Linked DNA regions of Mus musculus: region 1 is linked to region 2. Evidence: chromatin contacts called from public HiChIP or PLAC-seq data. All regions are on one chromosome and are shown on one strand. Each heading gives the region's core, a stretch centred on a gene start, on an enhancer-like site or on the middle of the called end of the contact. The rest is flanking DNA. Distances are from core to core; before and after follow the strand shown. Region 1 holds the start of Metap1d (methionyl aminopeptidase type 1D (mitochondrial)). Region 2 overlaps Itga6 (integrin alpha 6).

Region 1 (3,472 bases), core at 43-2,542, 390 kb before region 2:
TGAGCAGGAGTTGGAGGAGAAGGATGGGGGCGCGTGGTGGTGCTGGGAGTGTATTAGACAAAAACACATTCTATGTGTGTATGATATTCTCAAACAAAAAGAATACCCTTGGATTAAGTGTTCTCCGATTTGAGGTTTGTGATGAGTTGAACTCTGCCTCCTGAGGTTAAAGGTGTGCCAGTTGAGCATGTGGACTCTTTTATTTTTTATTTTATATATGTAGTACAGTGTAGCTATCTTCAGACACACAAGAGGAGGGCATCAGGTTCTATTAAAGATGGTTGTGAGCCACCATGTGGTTGCTGGGAATTGAACTCAGGAAGAGTCCTAAGTGTTCTTAACCGCCGAGCCATCTCTCCAGCCCGCATGTGGATTCTTTAAAATCAATGAGAAGACATCCACATATTCACAAGGAATCCTTATCGATCTCGACTGCATTCAAAGTCCAGAAACTGCTACACTACAGTTTGGGTTCTTTCACCATACACATCTTGGGGTATCATGGTCTGTGTTGAGCACAGGAAGCTACCAAGATGGATAACACCTGGTCCATGAGCGTCTGGACTCCACCGCAAAACAAGGGCAAGAGGCACAGAACCTGGTGAAATCGGGCAACAGTATCATCGAAGGTACAGCGGCTGCCTCACTTGCCTTGACATAGGGGCTATGCAAGCTGACATGCGTCATTCTTTAAATATCTAATTTAGGGATAACAGCAGTTAATACTGCCAAGCAGGAAGTGTCATCAGGGAAGGAGAAATCCTGTGAAGATACCCACAGGGCCACATAGGTGTCCCAACTATTCTATTCTGGAGTCTCTGCTGAGTAATTAATATTCTAACATTGCAAAGGGAAGCTGATCAAACTGATCCAACTTTTTCAACTAGTTGCCTGGAAATGATTTGTAACCGAATGAAAGGCGATGAAAGTGCTTTGTTGCACACTAAATTGTGTTTGTTTGTTTGTTTTTTTTTTCCTCTCGCCCAACTTCACGTATCCATGCACCAAAATGGTGATTCTATAAATACTGGAGGCTACACTTACATGACGACTTTCTTCCATCCCTGATGGGTCTGGAAGCTCAGAGAGAGAACTGCGGCCGGAGCCAGCCTCTCCTGGTGGAAGCGAGCTGGCCGCAGACGGAGCTGCTGGCCTCGACACCAGAGGCACTCGCTAGCCCGGGCTCCTGCAAGCCAGCTCACGCGCGCGCGCGCACTCGCCTCCCACTGCTTCAGCGCTTCTGGGCTTTGAGAGCGCGGCTACTCCAGTGGGCGGAGCTGCGAGGCTCTCTTGGCCACGTGACCGGAGCCAACATGGCGGCGCCCATCGGCGTCCCCCTGCTCGTCCGTGGAGGTAAGCGATCGGCATACGACCGCTCCAGGGCTACGCGCCCAGAGACACGTCCGCGCGTGGGCTTGGTACGCACGTGCGTACTTTCAGTCGGACCCGCGTATACCATACACGTTGGCACGCTGCAGAAACAGACACACGTTTGTCCTCTTCTTACCATGTTGCTTGAGTGCTTAGTTCTTGAGATTTGTGGGTCGTTACCTGAAGTTTTCTTCCCTCTCTTTACTTGTGTGGTTAGTGTTGCAGACGTATCTACCAGCGACGACGGTGAAATGCGCCGGAACACTCGGTTTAGAGCTGTTGGATTGGCATGCCTTTTTGAGAAACTTGTAAAAGGTGATGACAGTCATGATGACTTAGGAGAGCTAACGATGTCAGGGGCATTCCAAACAGATGCGTTTCCGGCGAATCGTTGTTGAATTAGTACTAGGTTCGGATTCTTTGCTAGCAAGAACTCAAAAATAGGTTCAAGAAGGACGAAAAAAAAAAAAAGGAACACCAACGACTTTAGATACAATTTAAGTGCCAGGCACATAGGAACGGTTTTAGGAGGTAAATATTTTCAGAGCAATACTCAGCACGTATTATATACCTTCCGAGCCATCTCACCAGTCCAGCTTAACTTAATACAATCCCCTTTTGTGAAGTCAGATACCAACTTATTTGTGTGTATCTAAGGGTGTGTAAAAAAGTTTGACGTTGACATGGAATGGTGTCCACAAAAATATATTATTTGGAATATTTGGAAAAAGCAAGTTGTAGGACATTAAAATTACATATATTTGTTTGTCTGGTGTATGCTCAAACAGGTGCCAAGGTGTGCATACAAAGGTCACAGGGTCATAGGAGAACTTGTGGGAGTTCTCCCATTATCTGTTTTTCAGACCATGAGGCTTGGTTCAGGCTTTACCCACTGAACCATCTCACCAGCCCAGTTTAGCTCAATACAGCCCCCCCTTTGTGAAATCAGATACTCATATATTTGTGTAGTTATATTTGTGTGTATATGTGTATCTAATATAATACATACAGAGAATGACATACACGATTCACGGCTTTGTGAAATAAAATATTCAGTTTTTATGAAATGCCCATATTTTCCAAAGCACTCAAAATATAGTGCTACATATCTTAGAGGTTTTTGGCAAAGATGACTCTGGTCATTCTGTGTGTACCCAGAACTTCTCATCACTTGAATGATCTTGTACATTTAATACAACTTGTTCATGTGAAGATTAGATTTTCTTTTTTTAGCCTTTGAAATGTTCTTCATAGGAGAAATTTCAAACACACAACAGAGCGGCAAACTCTGCATACACATTGTCTGCTCACAAATCATGTGTGTAGAGACACTCACTTCTCCACCCCAGCCACAGTGCCTCCCACGATGGTATTATTTTAAAGGATGTCCTAGGTATATCACTTTATTTGTAGATTCTTTTGCCTATGTATCTCTGAAAACTGTGCCTAGGGAGTATAGCTCAGTGGTTAGCACCCATAAGCCTTGGTTTGGGGTTCCCCTGCTCCATAAGAGGAGAAAGAAAGAAAAAAAGGAAGGAAGGAAGGAACAAAGAAGGAAGAAAAGAAAGACAGAAAGACTGAGAATCCTACTCATTGTCTTGTATATTGTACTTATTTTTAGAATTTCTATTTAGCTATTTATTTGTTTTAAGACAGAATCTCCTGTAGCCTTGAACTCCTGGTCCTTCCGCCTCTACCACCGTGTGTTGAGATTAGTGGTGTAAACCACCCGTCATACTGGGCATTTCTCTGTCAGTTTCTCTGTTCAGATTTCCCAGTCATGCTCTTGTAACAATTGTTACATTTTATTTTATGAGACAGGGTCTTGTGTAGGGCGGGCTTGAATTCCTGGTCCTTCTGCCATTTCCAAGCATGTGCTGCCACACCCAGTAAACATAACAACTTTTTAAAAAAAGATTTATTTTTTATTTATGTGCATGCATGTAATCCATCTTGAGTTTACGTGCACCACATATGTGCAGGTACCTGAGGAGGCCAGAGGGAGTCATATCCCCTGGAACTGAAATTATAGGCAGTTGTGAGCCATAAGATACAGGTTATGAGAATCCAACTGGCCAGATCCTCTGGAAGAGCAGTAAGT
Region 2 (3,298 bases), core at 748-3,247:
GCTTTTATCGGTCTCCGGGTAAGTGTTGTGTTTGGCATAACAAATCAATGTTTGAAAGAACCATTTATAATTCCCACTGAAACGTGTGTTTTTTTAATTTGACAGAGTCGCTAAGCCTTCGCAGGTGTATTTTGGAGGTACAGTTGTTGGTGAGCAAGCTATGAAATCTGAAGATGAAGTAGGAAGTTTAATAGAGTATGAATTTAGGGTAAGGCCAGACACAATGTTTACATGTCATTTTAATCAATGATCAGTCGCAGACATCTTAAGGAACTACTCAGTTGAAAATGTTTGCCTGTTTTTTATTTTTTTAAACATGTATATATTATTATGTATATACTATTATATCTAATTACATTGTAGCTGTCTTCAGATGCACCAGAAGAGGTCATCAGATCTCATTACAGATGGTTGTGAGCCACCATGTGGTTGCTGGGATTTGAACTCAGGACCTTCGGAAGAGCAGTCAGTGCTCTTAACTGCTGAGCCATTTCTCCAGCCCCTGTTTGCCTGTTTTTAACAGTGGAAACCTTATTCTCCCAAGTACAGAATAACTTTTGGGAATTGTAATGTGCATGTAATATAGACAAGAAGTAATACTTAATTATTTTTCCCCCTCAGGGTCTGTAAAACAAAGAAAAAGGCCTAAGTAATTCGTTCTTTGTTAGAAAGTCATCTTCTGATGCCCTTGGCTGAAGGAATACTCTCGTTTACTTCCCTCTCACCAAGCCCAATTTTTTAGTGGTGAAAGTAGACTTGGTATTTGCCAGCAAAGGAGGCAGATGGGTGATAGGCTCAGAGTGGGCAACCACAGTGACTTTGGGTCCAGCTTAACAAACTGGACATGGACTGTGGTGTCTGCCTTATGCCTCGTATGGATTTGGGTCTGCATAGTGCAAATGAGTTCCTAAATGCCGGTGAGCATTGAGCTTAAAGCCTGAAATGGCAAGAGTGGCCGTGGCCCTAAGCCAGCACTCTAAAGAGGCAAGGTCTCCCCAGGAAGGCTGGCTGACCTGAGCGCTATGCAGTCAGGAAGATGGGGATCGGAACTGTGCTCAGTAGTGCAGGTAGGCCACTCTGCCCTCTCACTCTGGGCCTCTGTTGTAGAAAGCTACTCTGACCCCAGCACTGGCTCTGAGCTGTCATGCAGTTCTCCATAACCTTTCCTGTGTGGCTGATGGCAGAGGCAGCTTCATTTTCACAGTAGGGAGGTTTTCCAGAAGCAGGATATGGGTGCCTGGGCCATAGCAGAGGCTTTGCCATCTGCCAGGCAGGGTGCTCACTGAACAATCCACAAACAAGCCCGGGACTTTGCCTGTGCTGACGGGAACATGCCATAACTGCATAAGGTAGTTACTTGTGGATTGAGCAGGCAATCCTTCCTCTTTGACCATTTTCCCCTTCTATTTTTATGACAAAAATCTTCTAATTACTACTGACTATTTCGCAAGCTCTGTTCCTGATCCGTTTGTGGGATTTGTGCTTCCTTGTAGGTTTATGCTGGGAATTTAGCCTATGGGCAATAGGATGTGCTACTTAATTTTGCCATAAAAGGATGATATTATATCGATATACGTTGTTTTCCGACAGGTGATTAACTTAGGCAAGCCTCTTAAAAACCTCGGCACAGCAACCTTGAATATACAGTGGCCCAAGGAGATTAGCAATGGCAAATGGTTGCTTTATTTGATGAAAGTTGAATCCAAAGGTTTGGAGCAGATTGTTTGTGAGCCACACAATGAAATAAACTACCTGAAGCTGAAGGTATGCTGACGGTTTTCCTGCATGCCCCCTCCCCCTCCCCACATCCCCTATCCCCCCCCTCCCCCAGAGTGAGTGGGGTAGGCTCGACTCTGCTCAGGAAGCTGCACTGTGGCGTGCTGACTTTTTCTGTGGGTGTCACAGTTTCCTCATTTATGACTGAGTTAGCCAGTGGGACAGAAGCGGTTTCGCTGATGCATGACTGTTATGGAACATCCACTTGTTGGGGCGAAGGACATTTTCTAAAGTGTTATGACCCAATAAGCTGTGTAAGGAGAACATGCCCCGGGGAGGAAGCAGTGGACATAAGCTGCACAGAGCGTCAGGAAGGCACAGCCAAGGCCTTTGTACTGAGGCAGACGACCTTGAACACTTGCAATCTTATTAATAGTAAGTGTTCATCGAGTCCCTTACTGTGTCACTGCCAGGCCAAGCACTGTGTATATTCTCTTGAGAATTTTGAGATAGTTTTTACTATCTCCCCCTTCCCCACAATGAATGCCCTGAGACATTAAGTACCCTCAAAATGGCACAGCTCTTAAGAGAGAGGTGGATTCTGCATAAGCACCCACCGACTTCGAAGCCTAATCCCTCTACTGCAGCACACTTACATAACTAGCCCAGGTGAGTGAGTTCCAGTGTGGTAGATGGCTGCTCTTTTTCTTTTAAATTCTTAGGGTTTTTGCTGTTGTTTAGTTGGGGTTTTTGTTGTTGTTGTTTTGAGACAAGGTTTCTCTGGGTCGCCCTGGCTGTCCTGGAACTCACCAGGTTGGCCTCAAACTTAGAGATCCCTCTGTCTCTGTCTCCCAAGTGCTGGGATTAAAGACATGAACCACTATGCCTGGCTTGGCTGTTTATTTTTGAGGCAGGTCTTATGTAGCCCAGGCTGGCCTTGAACTTTTGGGGTAACCAGAAATGACCTTGACATCTTGATTCTCCAGCCACTACCTCCCAAGTGCTGGTATTACATCGTGTGCTGCTGCGCCCATACGTGCTAGGCTAGGCTAGGCTAGGCTAGGCTAGGCTCAAACCCAGGGCTTCATGCATTCTAGGCAAGCATCCTGCTAGTTCAGCTACATCTCCAGCCCTCTTATTTTAAATTCCAAAGTGACTGTATAGTCGCAGATTTACAGCTTGCTCCTTGACTCAGCAACACTGAAAAACATACTGGCCTGTTATTTTTATTCTTAAGTATAAGTTGACTATCCCTTTCTAAGCAATCCTAAATGCAAAAATGCTGTAAAGATTGCTCATAGGAGAGACTCACCTTGTATAAGGAAGACATAATGCTAAAAGTTCTTATCTGTCTTAGTCTTCAATGCTCCTCTCTATGTTGATCATACAAAGGGCCTTGTGCTTTCCTGTTGTTCTTCATGGCTTCTTTTCATTATTCCATATGTGCTGACTCTCTCTGATGTGGTGGACATGGGGCTGAATGCTGGGGTAGGGTAGATCTCTGGTTTCTGATCTACTGACTAACAGTTTGATGCTGTGTATTGTGGTTGAGTGGAGAGACAGGAACTGAGGAGGTGTCTTT

What was found. HiChIP or PLAC-seq counts read pairs in DNA pulled down with a chosen protein or histone mark.
Region 1: a contact with region 2 is called in an H3K4me3 HiChIP or PLAC-seq map of bone marrow-derived macrophages, with 7 times the contacts expected there. The contact joins the promoter of Metap1d here to the enhancer-like site in region 2. A contact is called at or near these places in 4 of 39 promoter capture datasets (the 3T3-L1 cell line, embryonic stem cells, neural stem cells and 1 more), 1 of 15 datasets of contacts at CTCF or cohesin (pro-B cells), 7 of 484 Hi-C or Micro-C datasets (the G1E-ER4 cell line, bone marrow-derived macrophages, differentiating embryonic stem cells and 3 more), 7 of 115 datasets of contacts at active chromatin or transcription factors (T-cell acute lymphoblastic leukemia, astrocytes, bone marrow-derived macrophages and 4 more) and 3 of 9 other capture datasets (adipose tissue, embryonic stem cells and macrophages).

What each region holds. Positions count from the first base shown.
Region 1 is chr2:71,452,046-71,455,517 of GRCm38.p6, forward strand. Metap1d (methionyl aminopeptidase type 1D (mitochondrial)) reads left to right here and starts at 1,293. Exons shown (of 10, transcript NM_025633.3): 1 at 1,293-1,353. The coding sequence starts at 1,314.
Region 2 is chr2:71,841,539-71,844,836 of GRCm38.p6, forward strand. It overlaps Itga6 (integrin alpha 6), which reads left to right. Exons shown (of 26, transcript NM_008397.4): 18 at 1-18; 19 at 106-208; 20 at 1,591-1,764. Among named protein-coding and RNA genes, the nearest start is that of Pdk1, 30 kb to the right of the region's middle. Within about 2 kb of position 1,998, at least 52 of the 459 cell types and tissues checked have an H3K27ac peak or open chromatin away from gene starts, as enhancers often do. A contact at or near this core is called in T-cell acute lymphoblastic leukemia, adipose tissue and bone marrow-derived macrophages, where this site is marked.